Regions from separate parts of the Mus musculus genome. Here region 1 is linked to region 2. Evidence: chromatin contacts called from public HiChIP or PLAC-seq data. All regions are on one chromosome and are shown on one strand. The core of a region is the stretch at or near the end of the contact, and the rest is flanking DNA. Distances in the headings are between cores, read along the strand shown.

Evidence for each region. HiChIP or PLAC-seq counts read pairs in DNA pulled down with a chosen protein or histone mark.
Region 1: a FOXA1 HiChIP or PLAC-seq map of pancreatic cancer cells shows a contact between it and region 2. The contact joins two enhancer-like sites. A contact is called at or near these places in 3 of 39 promoter capture datasets (cranial neural crest, embryonic stem cells and pre-B cells), 1 of 15 datasets of contacts at CTCF or cohesin (embryonic stem cells), 10 of 484 Hi-C or Micro-C datasets (the G1E-ER4 cell line, double positive thymocytes and embryonic stem cells) and 4 of 115 datasets of contacts at active chromatin or transcription factors (astrocytes, embryonic stem cells, memory CD8 T cells and 1 more).

Annotation. Positions count from the first base shown.
Region 1 is chr10:127,148,962-127,152,254 of GRCm38.p6, forward strand. No RefSeq gene overlaps it. Among named protein-coding and RNA genes, the nearest start is that of Gm51819, 9.5 kb to the right of the region's middle. Within about 2 kb of position 1,825, at least 62 of the 459 cell types and tissues checked have an H3K27ac peak or open chromatin away from gene starts, as enhancers often do. A contact at or near this core is called in pancreatic cancer cells, where this site is marked.
Region 2 is chr10:126,927,490-126,930,712 of GRCm38.p6, forward strand. No RefSeq gene overlaps it. Among named protein-coding and RNA genes, the nearest start is that of Gm30456, 6.1 kb to the right of the region's middle. Within about 2 kb of position 1,297, at least 236 of the 459 cell types and tissues checked have an H3K27ac peak or open chromatin away from gene starts, as enhancers often do. A contact at or near this core is called in pancreatic cancer cells, where this site is marked.

The DNA of each region.
Region 1 (3,293 bases), core at 575-3,074, 220 kb after region 2:
AGGAGGAGGAGGAGGAGGAGGAGGAGGAGGAGGGGGAGGGGGAGGGGGAGGGGGAGGGGGAGGAGAAAAGAGAGACCAAATGCCTGTAGGAGGAGGAGGGGGAGGGGGAGGAGAAAAGAGAGACCAAATGCCTGTATTATATAGGGAAGGAAGAACCTCTCAGGGAAGGGCAGCCCAGAAAGTTCAAGGTATGCCAGGTAAGGACTGAAGGATGCTGGGAGAACCTGGAGGCCAGGTCAGCTTTAGTATGTAAGATATGCACCTCAATGCCTTGGCCAGGGTCTGAAACAAAACAAACAGGATTAAATATAATCAGTGTTAGGTCAAGAGTTGCCAAGGAGCAAGCATAAGGAAGCAGAGAGGAGAGTCTTTGAGTCGAAGGGTATTTAAGACAGGGTGGAGAAGAAAAAGCCTTTTCCTTCTGGGAAGTCAGTGGAATAAGGAGGTCAGTGGGGTGCTTTCTCTGTCTCTCAGGGCTTGCAGGTTTTCACCCAGCATCTGGCTCCTGAATCTTCATTTGGTAAGTCAAACATCTGGCATTTTGTTTTTTTTTAAACAATGAAGAGATGTTATTGCAGAGTCTAATAAAACATAAAGAATCTCGAGGACTTTAAAAATATTATATTCCAAATAACTGGAAAACTTAGATGAAATTAATAAATTTCTAGACTCATGAGACCTATCAAGATTAAACCGAGAAGATATAACAGGTGTCTAGCCAGCTGAGGAGTGGAGGGCTGCTGGTGGGTCAGTCTCATTGGCCCTCAGGGGCTCCCTCCTTTGATAGATGGAAAACTTGAAGTAACTTCAGGCTACCCTCATTTTTGGAAAATAAATAGAATTATTCACGAAGTAACTGAGTCAATGGGGTGTGAATTAGACAATAGTGTACACATACACTATGCACTCATATCCTGTGCACACACACTGTGCACACATGCCCTGTTCACACATGTCCTGTGCACACACACATTGTATACACACACTGTGCACACACAAACTATACACACATATACTCACATATACACACATACCCTGTGTACACATACATTGTGCACACATACTGTGCACACACATACTGTGCGCACACACTGTGCACATAAACCCTGTGCACACACACACATACACATACACAAACACTGGGCTGCAATACTATGCCAAACAAGAGTGCTCTAAAGGGTGAATACTTCTGCCAGATGTGAAGTGTGTGGGTGGATTTGGTGGTGTTTGGTTGGTTAATTTGGTTCAGTTTTGGTTGTTGTTGTTGTTGTTGTTGTTGTTGTTGTTTTGAACAGGGTTTGTTTATATAGTCTTTAATGTCCTGGAACTAGCTCTATAGACTAGGCTGGCTTCAAACTCACAGGGACCTTGCTGGGTTCGTATCCTAAAAGATAATTCTTCCTTCCTTGTTTCCCAGATCAAGGCTCACCCGCTGCGCTTAGATGCAGAAAGTTTGATTTCATAACTTGTCATAGTGGAAAACTGGGTTTGTCCATAGAGTTTCTCCTCTCACCCTAGAAAAACAAAACAAAACAGGATACACCCCATGTCTATGCATGCATGTGGGTGTCCATGGAGGCCAGAAGGAGCCACCAAGACCCCTGCCTGTGCTGGAGTAACAGACGGTTTACTTTGATGCTAAAAACCAAACCCGGATCCACTGCAAGAGCAGTGACTTAACAATGACTCATTTCCCCAACCACTAAATTGTTTTCAGTTTTTAAATCCAGTTAGTTATTTGTTAACTTCAGAGGCAAGCCAAGCTGCCTAGGACTGAAGTCTCACTGTTGCCCGTGAGTGCCAGCCAGTGCGCCACACTCTTGTTGGAGATGAACTGTAGGGCCAAAGGTCAGTGTCAGCCCAGGGACACCACCATTCCTGGTTTCTTATCACCTCATAACTGGGGGTGACTGGGAGCTCTGACATGGAGCAGGGCTGCGTGTGTGTGTGTGTGTGTGTGTGTGTGTGTGTGTGTGTGTGTGTAGTTTATACATGGTTAAATAAAGTAATAGTTGGGGAGACAGCTTAAGCAGATCCACAATCATCAATGAAATTAAAACAGAAATGAAGAGCCTCCCAATAGCTGAGCAGTGGTAGTGCACACCTTCAGACCCAGCACTTGGGAAGCAGAGGTAGAAGGATCTCTGTGAGTTTGAAGCCAGCCTGGTGTACAGAGTGACAGCTATGGCTACACAGGAAAATCTTGTCTCAAAAACCAAAACACCAAAACCCAAGAAAACAAAAGGCTTAGGGTTTTACTGCTGTGAACAGACAACATGACCAAGGCAACTCTTATAAGGACTGGCTTATTTAATTTAATCGCATTTAATTGGGGCTGGCTTACAGGTTCAGAAGTTCAGTCCATTATCATCAAGAGCATGGCAGCATCTGGGCAGGCATGGTGCAGGAGGAGCTGAGAGTTCTCCATCTTCATTTGAAGGTTGCTAGCAGAATACAGGCTTCCAGGCAGCTAGGATGAGGTCTTAAGCCCACGCCCACAGTGACACACCTACTTCAACAAGGCCACACCTCCTAATAGTGCCACTCCCTGACCCAAGCACATACAAACCATCATAAGAGGTAAGCACAGAGAAGCAAACACTGGAGCTGGTCCACAAAGCAGGAACAGTGGGAACACCACCAAATGCATCGATGAAGGCAGCACTTCCCTGGTACCAAAACCAGAAGAAGAAACGAAGAAAGGAAATTATAGTCCAACTTCCTTGGACACAGGAACAACAACAACCAATCAATCAAATTTAGGCAAACTAACTCAAGAACACGTTCAGGCAGGAGCAGATGGACTGGGCTAAAGTATAAAGAAAACGTCATAAAAGACCCATTACTCTAGGTGCACACCAAAAAAGTAATTTTTAAAATAGGAAAGGAACAATGATAACATTGGGGAGACAAGAGCCAGGACTGGACCATCCATAAGTCCAGTCCCAGGGGATCTGGTGCCTTCTGACTCCTGAGGTCACTCAGCACACACGTGGTGCATGCACATACATGAAGGTAAAACATATAACATCAATAAATCTAAAAAAAAATATTTTCAAAGAAGGTGAGTGACGACAAGATGACTTAGCAGGTAAAGGGACTCAGTACCTAACCTGACAACCAGAGTTTGGTTCCCAGGATCCATACAGTGGAAAGATGTAGCCGTCCAGCAGCCATGGATGAACTGGGTACCTGAAAGGGAGGCTGGAAATGAAAAAGGATGGGGCAGAGATAAGAGAAGGATGAAGCCAAGACAAAGTTTTCTGATCAAAGCTCAAAGTTTAATATTCAGC
Region 2 (3,223 bases), core at 47-2,546:
AAATGATCGCCCACTCTGTTCATCCCTCCCCCACCAGCACCACACTCCGTCCTCCCTCCCACTGAGACACCTAGCAGGCTGACCCCCCACCCTGCCTCCAGTTCAAGTCCACCTGCAGCCAAGGCCCCCAGAGGAGCCCTCCTCCCAAAGCCTGCAGGACTCATTATCCAAACTATTCATCCCCAGGTAATTACGCACTGCCTGTGACTCTCTTCTGTTTAGCCTGGAACGGGGCTTTAAAACTGCCTGTGCAGCTTGATCCAACTCCTGCTTCATCACAAGGCTGTCTAACGGCTGTTTCTCCCTCTCCACAGTGCCTAGGAGGTAGACAATAGATGCTAGATGTATGCAATGGTTGATTTTTCTTCCCACATACAGTGTCCTCAAACAGCCAGAGCTGATGAGAATAGTAAGCACCTGTTTTAGAACTCTGGCTAACAGAATTCTCCCACAGGCCAGTTCTCTCCTAGGCCCTCAGGATCCAAAGCAGGCACCCGGGGCTTCAGCCGGTTGCTCTGAGACACTGCTGTCCACAGAGGCTGCTGGCCCACCTCTGAAAGGAGACCCCAGTCCCGCGAGGGTTTCTGACTTGGTGATACGTTTTCCTTGCCTCTCTCTGGTCCCCAGCCCAAGGAACTATCCCAAGTACGGACCAAGGGTAAACCCTGAACTGTGTGACAAGTCCCTAGCTGAGGCCACTCCTGCCCAGCTTGCCCCTGGTCAAAGGCACCCAGGAGAGCCCCTGCCCTTGGGAGAGAAAGAAGACACTGCACCTTTAAGTCTGCAGCCGGTTGAGAAAAACAAGCTGTGATTTATATAAGCGGGAAAATCATGTGATTTGCAGGAACGCTGCCTCCTCCCCGGCCCCCGCCCGTCGCCTTTGAGCCCGTCCCAAAGGGCTGGGGCGCGGCCGGAGCTGGGCTGCAGGGGCGTGGGGTGCGGGCGGGGCGCTGGGCATAAAGCTGCCCCGGGACCTCTGGGTGGCTCTGCCCTGTTTCCGACGCTGGACCTGGGCGGCGGCAGCCCCTCGCGCCGTGGAGTTTGGTCCCCAGATAGCCTCAGGGAGCGCAGACCCCTGGCGCTGCCGCTCCTTCTGCGACCCGACACTGAGGTCGCACAGAACAACCTCGGTCCCCAAGCCAACTCGGCCTGCCCCCATCAAGCCAAAGTGTGGCTTGAGACACCGAAGCTGTTCGCAACTTCTCCCAGAAAAAGGAAAACCCGGGCCCCACACACTGGTTTCTGTGTCCCAAAACACCCAGCAGGGGGCGGGGAAGAGAGAGCATTTTGGGAAATGGTTGGGAAAGGGCATGATGAAAGCCATTCCCACAGCTGAGATTGGTAGGGAACGGGCCACCAGGCCACCAGCTTTCGGGGAGAAAACAAAACAATCCCCTGGTGTGGCCCTTTCAGACAAAACTGAAGAAGAAAGATGTCCTGAGAAATCTTAAAGAGAGGCAGTGTCTCTGTGTGGAGCCCACACCCACGCGCAAGTTCAGTCTGACTGCTCCAAGAACAAGGAAGGGCGTCACTCCTTCGTGGAAAGGGGCGGGCAAGGCCACAATCGCAAGTAGGAGAGAGGACACACATCCAAAACCAAGCCGAAGAGAAGTGGAGGGCTTTCTCGGGAGAAGAGAGAGGGAGGGAAAGACGGGCATCTCTCAGTACATAAACCACAAAGACCGGCTCCCAAAGGACCCCAGAAAGGATGCCATGGTCTTTGAAAAGTAACCAAGGCCAGACATGCACCACAGCCTCTCTATTCTATTTAACTTCCCCCTGGCAGGGGATAGACGACTTTTAGGATCGGTGGCTTCTCCTGCAGAATAAACGCGATGCTAATGAACAACTTGGTGACATACAGATCATGACCTCAGACTCCAGCCTAGGTCAGCCGGAGCCTGCCCTCTGCAGCCAGAGGCCAACTGAGCAAATTTTCTGTACCACGCTCCCACCTCTGCTGTACCCCACGCAGGGTCTTTAGGCTGAGTTCATAAGGCACCCGGTGTCCTGACTGCCACGGGAAGCAGACTCATCCTGGTGAGCAAATGTTTGGGGTTGTTCTATAAAACCCAAAGAAAAACCACAGTAAGTAACAGTATTCCAGAAGGTTCTAGATGTGCACACTTTGCCTTCAAATACTAACGCCATTCATCCAGTGTGTGTGCTTGGCACAGAGCTGGACGGTGGGGGTCCAATGAAAGGGCAGCCCCTCCCTGAGCCTGGATGCTGCCTCACAGAAAGAGGCAAAGAAAGACGTTTCTGTCCTCCCCTGGGCAGCCAGCCCACCCAGGCCCTCCCAGCCCACCCCACCACCCCCAGCAGGTGTTGCCCCCATTCCTGCTCTGTGTGCCTTATGGTTTCTGCCAAGAGCCAATCCTATCAGAAGGCTCTAACTCCCTAGGGTTTGGGCAGTGGTTATAAGAGGTACCCTAAAGATCTCTCCAGAAAGTGAGATCAGAGATGGCAGCCTCCTGATTCCCTCCCCAAATGATAAAGCCAGCAAGTGAGAGTTTGGGGCCCACTTGGATCTCCCCCCCCCCACCTTGTGTTCTCTCCCCACCCCCACCCCACCCTCTGTCTCTCCCTCCCTCCCTCCTCTTCTTCTTCCTCTCTCTCTATTCTCTGGTGTAGCCTTCCAGCATCCAGGACTGCTCCTCTCAAAGCTTCCTGAGCCAAGGATTTGCCCAGCTTACATACAGCTCAACTGCCCTCTGATCTCTGGGGTGCTGAACCCCCTTAGCCCTGCACAGATTCCTCCTGGATCACCCACCGGTCTCTTCTGTTGCTGTAAGATTTGCTGACTGCAGGTGCTCCACCATCCACCATTAAGTACAATTCTGACCACTGCTCCCGTGAGCCCTCCTATACGTATCAGTCAGTCTCTGCCTTATTCTTGGGGCTATTCAAATATTTCCCATATTCAAATATCTCTCCTATTTCAAGCTCCCCTCCGCCCTTCACAGGCACAGCCTGACAGTGCTCAGAGGAAGACTGTGAGCCTGCAGCGAGCCAAGATTTTAAAGGAACAAACAAATTAAGGGCCTGATCTGAGAACACCCAGGAAGCCACGAGCTCTGCTACCTTTAAAAGGGATCTCTGAGGCTTTTTTCAAATGCACCGAGGAACGCAATGGCTGCCGAGTCTGATCTGCTCACCATGGACGCGGGGCCTTGGCAGAGAAAAGCAGTCCAGGCCCCGCCAAACCTAACTGCTTTAAATT